Regions from separate parts of the Mus musculus genome. Here region 1 is linked to region 2. Evidence: chromatin contacts called from public Micro-C data. All regions are on one chromosome and are shown on one strand. Each heading gives the region's core, a stretch centred on a gene start, on an enhancer-like site or on the middle of the called end of the contact. The rest is flanking DNA. Distances are from core to core; before and after follow the strand shown.

Region 1 (2,700 bases), core at 142-2,641, 49 kb before region 2:
ATACACCACTCAGGGGTAGAGGACCATGGCGCCTGGAATAGCTGGGTAAGGGGGTATTTAAAGGAAGAAAGCACAACTCAAGGAGGTAGGGAGGGCATTGTTGGAAAATACCAAAAATACCAGTTAAGAGTCACAAGGAAGTGCAAAGTCACAAGAGTCACAAGTAATACCTGGTAATTGTGGGGGTTATTTCGCAAGACAGTTTCTAAGAGCCCCTAACAATAGCACATTTGCATAGCGGATTCCAGCAATGGTCAGGGTGGGTCAGGGTGACTTTCTTTGAATGAACACTTGAACCCAGAAAGCGGGTGGGTGGAGGAATGTCGCTATCTGTTTTAAGATTAGCATACCTTGGAGCATTGAGCCACAGAGGTCACATTCTCAAGCCTTGGCCTAAAGGCCGAGGATTTTGCTTTTATGTTATACTTTTTCAGCACAAACAACGAAACCCAGGGAAAGTAGATGGAAGGTGAAGAAACTAGCAATCCAAAGGTAAAGAAGGACGGACGAGACGGACACTGTGGGCCCAGTCACCAGAGCGTCCCAGGAAGCGGCCATGTTAAGAATCATGACACACTAAATCCAAGAAGTATAACACTAGCTACTATAGAAAAAGCAGGTCACAACTCCATCCCTCCCCGGAGCTTTAACACCAGTAGGCATGCCTGCGGCTGCCAGTCATACCATCGATTGCAGCCGGGAGCCAAGGACTACAGTAGCTGCCCAGTACTGAGGCCACTGGTAGTTAAAGCCCAAAGCAATAAGCACAGCCTTAGGTTTCTGCCTTCTAAAGCCTGATGCAATAGACCCCAAGTACTCAGGGCTTGGAGATATAACAACCCTCTACGTTGTAAAATAGAGCTCTGGGGCCTTGAACACTCAAGGACTAGGGACCACTAACTCTAGAAAAGTTTCTCCAAGCCTACTCAAAATTTCTATCCAGGTAGAGAGAAAGGATGCCAATCAAACAACTGGTAACAGTTTGAACTTCAAGTGTTTAAGTCAGCAATAAAGCACAAGTCTGGGACAAGAGAAACTTATCAGTGGGCAACAAAATCAAATCCTTTTTAAATGATCATGCCTACATGAAGAACTGCTTATGAGGCCAGTGAGATGACTCAGGTGGTCACAGCGCTTGCTGCCAAGGCCATCAACCAGACTTCAGTCCCCAGAATCCATAGGATTTAAGGAAAGAAATAACTCCCTAGACGTTACCCTCTGACCTCCGTATGTATAGCCGACACATGCATGCATCTACACATAGGCATACAAGCCTACAGCACCCAGATACATATGAATGCTGTGGTGGTGTGAATACGTATGGCCCCCGAAGCTCAAGTGTGTAAATGCTTGGCCCATAGAGAGTGGGAGGCCACTATTAAGAGGTGTGGCCTTGTGGAGGAAGTGTGTCACTGTGGAGGCGGGCTTTGAGGTCTATGCTCAAGCTCCACCCAGTGTAATACAGTCTCCTTCCTCCTTCGGCTGGATGGACTCAGCTGCAGCAGCATGTCTGCCTGCCTGCATGCTGTCATGCTTCTTGCCCTTATCAACTCATGGACGCTGATATGGACTGACTGCTCATCTGTGTGGCCTCCAGATTTAGTGACTTTTTAATCCACTACAAGCAAATGCTTTTCTTTTCTTTTAACAGATTTCTTTGGTAGCTGAGGTGATACTGTGAGTTACTGAAGGCTTATTTTGTGTTTTCAGAAGAAATTTTTCTTGGTAACAACTCCCCCTTCCTTTGGCATTCTTGAACCTCACTAGTTTTTAACATGGAGTGGGCATAAGGAGCTCCTACCTGGTACACATCTCTGCCTTTGAATTAATCTGATATTTATTGAAAAACTGTTGAAGACATGCTTTCACTGAGTAACACTTTAAGGAGTACCTGCCTATAGTCCTTACCTGTCTTACAACCAGGCAAGAAAAAGAAAAGGGGGAGGGGGGTAAAAGCACCCAAAGGTGAAAATTAAAAATAAAATTGCCTCTATAGAGATAAGATGATCATTCTCATAGAAAACCCAAGAATTGCACACACATACAAAACTAAAATAATTTTAGCAAAATTCGATACAAAATTAGCAGGCAAAAAAAAATATCTGTTTTATTTCGATACACTAAAATAAACACCCTGAAGAGGCCGAAAGTGCCTCTGTAACAGCACCAACCTGAACAACACATAATACTAAACATAGCCAATGACTTTTATGCACTAAAAGTTATAACACATTGCTGAAAGAAACTGAAGACACACAAAATATGGAAAGATACTGACTGGCCCAAGAGGTGAGAGGAAGTGTAAACGTTCCTACTAACCCAAGCAACCCACAGGCTCAATGGAATTCCTACTAAAACACCAATGCCTAGGGTCTTCTTTCTCCTCTTCTCCCTCCATCTTTCAATTCATTTGCAAGCTCAGTCATAATGGGCAAAACAGTCTTGAGAAATCAAAGGCTGGGAACCTCATCTTTCCTGATTTCAAAATATTACCACAAAACTCTAATGATCAAAACAGTATGAAGCCAAGCATGGAAGCACATGTCTGAAATCATAGCATTGGGAGCCTGAGGCAGGAGGACAGAGACTAAGCTACATAAATAGACCCTGTCTCAAGAAAGATAGTATGATACTAGCCATAAAGACCAACGGACTAGCATTATCAGGCCCAAACAATCTCTCATACATCATAGAGTCACA
Region 2 (2,700 bases), core at 7-2,506:
AACTCAAGCAGGTCAGGAAGCAGGAGCTGATGCAGAGGCCATGGAGGGATCTTTCTTACTGGCTTGCTCAAGTTGCTTTCTTATAGAACCCAAGACTACCAGCCCAGAGATGACACCACCCATGGTGGGCCCTCATGCCTTGATCACCAACTGAGAAAATGCCCCACAGCTGGATCTCATGGAGTCACTTCCCCAACTGAAGCTCCTTTCTCTGTGATAACTCCAGCCTGTGTCAAGTTGACACCCAAAACCAGCCAGTACAGATGGCATCTCAATTCCTCAATGGAGATAGTCAACACTTTTAAAAATAGTTATTATTTTTGTTTCTCGTTTTAAACTGTCTATTCATTTGCACATTCGTTGATTGGCAAAACTTAGGACTTTGCTAAGCATACCTAATGGATACTGAAACTTTCTAATGGATTACTATGGTAGTTTAAATATGCTTGGCCCAGGGAGGTGTGTCCTTGTTGGAGTGGTTGTGGCCTTTTTGGAGGAAGTGTGTCGCTGTGGGAGATGGGCTTTGAGATACTTCTCCCAGTTGCTGTTTGAATCTTTTCCTGTTTGAATTTAGAACAAGATATACAACTCTTACCTCCTCCAGTGCCACGACTGCCTGGATGCTGCCATGCTTCCTGCATTGATTATAATGGACTGAACCTCTGGACCTACAAGCAAGCACCAATTAAATGTTGTCCTTTATAAGAGTTGCCTTGGTCATAATGTCTCTTCACAGCAACGGAAACCCTCACTAAGACAATTACTTAGGATACAAATTAAGTATACACTCAGATATATGTGTGGAAATATAAAAACTAACATTTCAAAGAGTTAAAGCTGTCTCTGGAAGCAGGGCTAAAAGGGATAGTGTCTGTCCTTGGGCAGTTTTGTACTATTGGGTTTCTAAAATTATGCACACATTAGTAGAAATAAAGTAATACTTTTAAAGTAAACCCACCCGTCCAAAGATTTAAGATGTCAATCTTGTTACAGCTGATTTCCCCAAGTTTTTCTTTTCATATTTCAGTTTTAGTTGATGTATATTTTTATCTACTATAATTTGTTTTTCTCTAAAATATGAATTTATCCTAAAGAAACTTAATTAGTCTCATTTACTTCCCCAAATCATCTTTCAGTACTCTTATGTTAGTTATTTATATGGTTGTTTCTGCATGATCTATGCACCAGGCGACAGGTGATTCGTGAGACACAACACTCAGCGAGCAATCAGCGAGGCTCCTGCCGGTTCCCGTACAGCTTCAACGTCACTTCCGGGGTCAGCCAAATGCTATGGCCGCTAACGCAGAGCCGAGGCGGCGGCCAGGAGTTGGGGTCGGCGTGGTGGTGCTGAGCTGCGAGCATCCTCGCTGCGTCCTTCTGGGGAAAAGGAAAGGATCGTTTGGAGCCGGCAGTTTCCAGCTTCCTGGGGGCCATTTGGAATTCGGGTGAGCAGGACGACCTCCGGGAAGCGGAAGCTTCGGGAATATCACTAGTCCGCACGCCATTCTCGGTCCGTGTGACGCGCTTCAGTGCGCAGTTGAGTTCCGCGAGCTCTCTACGGCCCCGGTGTCCTCCGGGATCCAGCCAGGAGGGGGTGCTGTGCCAGTACCCGGGCCCCGTTAGTCCTCGCTCTGCCCTCTCCTGGCTGCAAGTGGAAGTCGTTTGTATTTCTTAGTGTTTACAGAGAAAGTGGATGTTAACTGGGACTTTTCCTTTTGCCCCATGAGATTTAAATATATCAGAGTTTTGTGAGGCTGGCCCCGCCGCTTCTGCGATGTGGATGTGTCAGTCCCACAAAGGGGGAAGGGTAGCTAAGTCAGTTTCTGTGCAATCGTGAAGAAACCCTGGCTCTGCTCAAAAATGTGTTCTAATCCGAGAGTGTGCCTTAAAATACAATAAAAGTATCTAAGACATCCAGATTCGGTGTGATTTCCTTTAGTCTTGTATAGTAATATAAAATAATGTAGTGTTATAAAACACTTGGAAGGTAAAGCTTCAAGCCTTCCTACGCCTTATCTAACAAGCACCATACTTGATTCTGTAGACAATTTCAAAGGAAATCTGAGACTTCCTATTATGTAATTATCTGGGTCACTATTATCTAATAGGCTTATTTAGTTATAAGAGACCGAGATCTGCCTGCCTCAGTTTTCTGAGTGTTGGGATTATGGCGTGATGGATTCACTGGATGGAGGAGCCTCTCACTGGCTCTCCATGACAGGGAAACATTACCAGGCTGACAACTTCCTTCCTCTTGATGGTAACCTGTACTTTCCTATGTGGCCTGGAAGTACAAGTGTTGCATGCCCCTTAATGCTAATCATCTCTTTCTCTGTTGCCTAATTGCCTCAATTTTTAGGCTTAAACTGGAATTTTGAAGCATAAGGAAGGCATTTAATGCACTTTCAAAACACAACCCGAAAGGAACATTAATTAATGTTTCTTTTTTTCCTGGGTACAGTTGACTCAGAAGCCTGGGTTTTGTTGTTGTTGGGTTGTTTTTTATTGTTGTTTGTTTGTTTGGTTGGTTGGTTTTGTTTTGGGTTTTGGGGAGTGGTTTTTGTTGGGTTTTGTTTTTGTTTTTAGAAATAGGGTTTCTCTGTACAGTCTTGGATGTCCTGGAATTCCCTCTGTAGACCAATCTGGCCTCAAACTCACAGAGGTTCACCAGGCTCTGCCTCTAAAGTACTCGGACTAAAG

The links. A called contact is a pair of places that touch in the nucleus more often than the background predicts.
Region 1: a Micro-C map of embryonic stem cells shows a contact between it and region 2, with 3 times the contacts expected there. The contact joins the enhancer-like site here to the promoter of Nudt15 in region 2. A contact is called at or near these places in 2 of 484 Hi-C or Micro-C datasets (embryonic stem cells and liver), 1 of 115 datasets of contacts at active chromatin or transcription factors (embryonic stem cells) and 2 of 9 other capture datasets (liver and pancreatic islet).

Annotation. Positions count from the first base shown.
Region 1 is chr14:73,573,007-73,575,706 of GRCm38.p6, reverse strand. The region is part of intron 4 of Sucla2 (succinate-Coenzyme A ligase, ADP-forming, beta subunit); the gene reads right to left. Among named protein-coding and RNA genes, the nearest start is that of Sucla2, 22 kb to the right of the region's middle. Within about 2 kb of position 1,391, at least 16 of the 459 cell types and tissues checked have an H3K27ac peak or open chromatin away from gene starts, as enhancers often do. A contact at or near this core is called in embryonic stem cells, where this site is marked.
Region 2 is chr14:73,523,805-73,526,504 of GRCm38.p6, reverse strand. It overlaps Nudt15 (nudix (nucleoside diphosphate linked moiety X)-type motif 15), which reads left to right and starts at 1,256. Exons shown (of 3, transcript NM_001360484.1): 1 at 1,256-1,445. The coding sequence starts at 1,291. Gm41209 (a long non-coding RNA gene) reads right to left here and starts at 1,203. Exons shown (of 3, transcript XR_874819.2): 1 at 959-1,203; 2 at 596-668.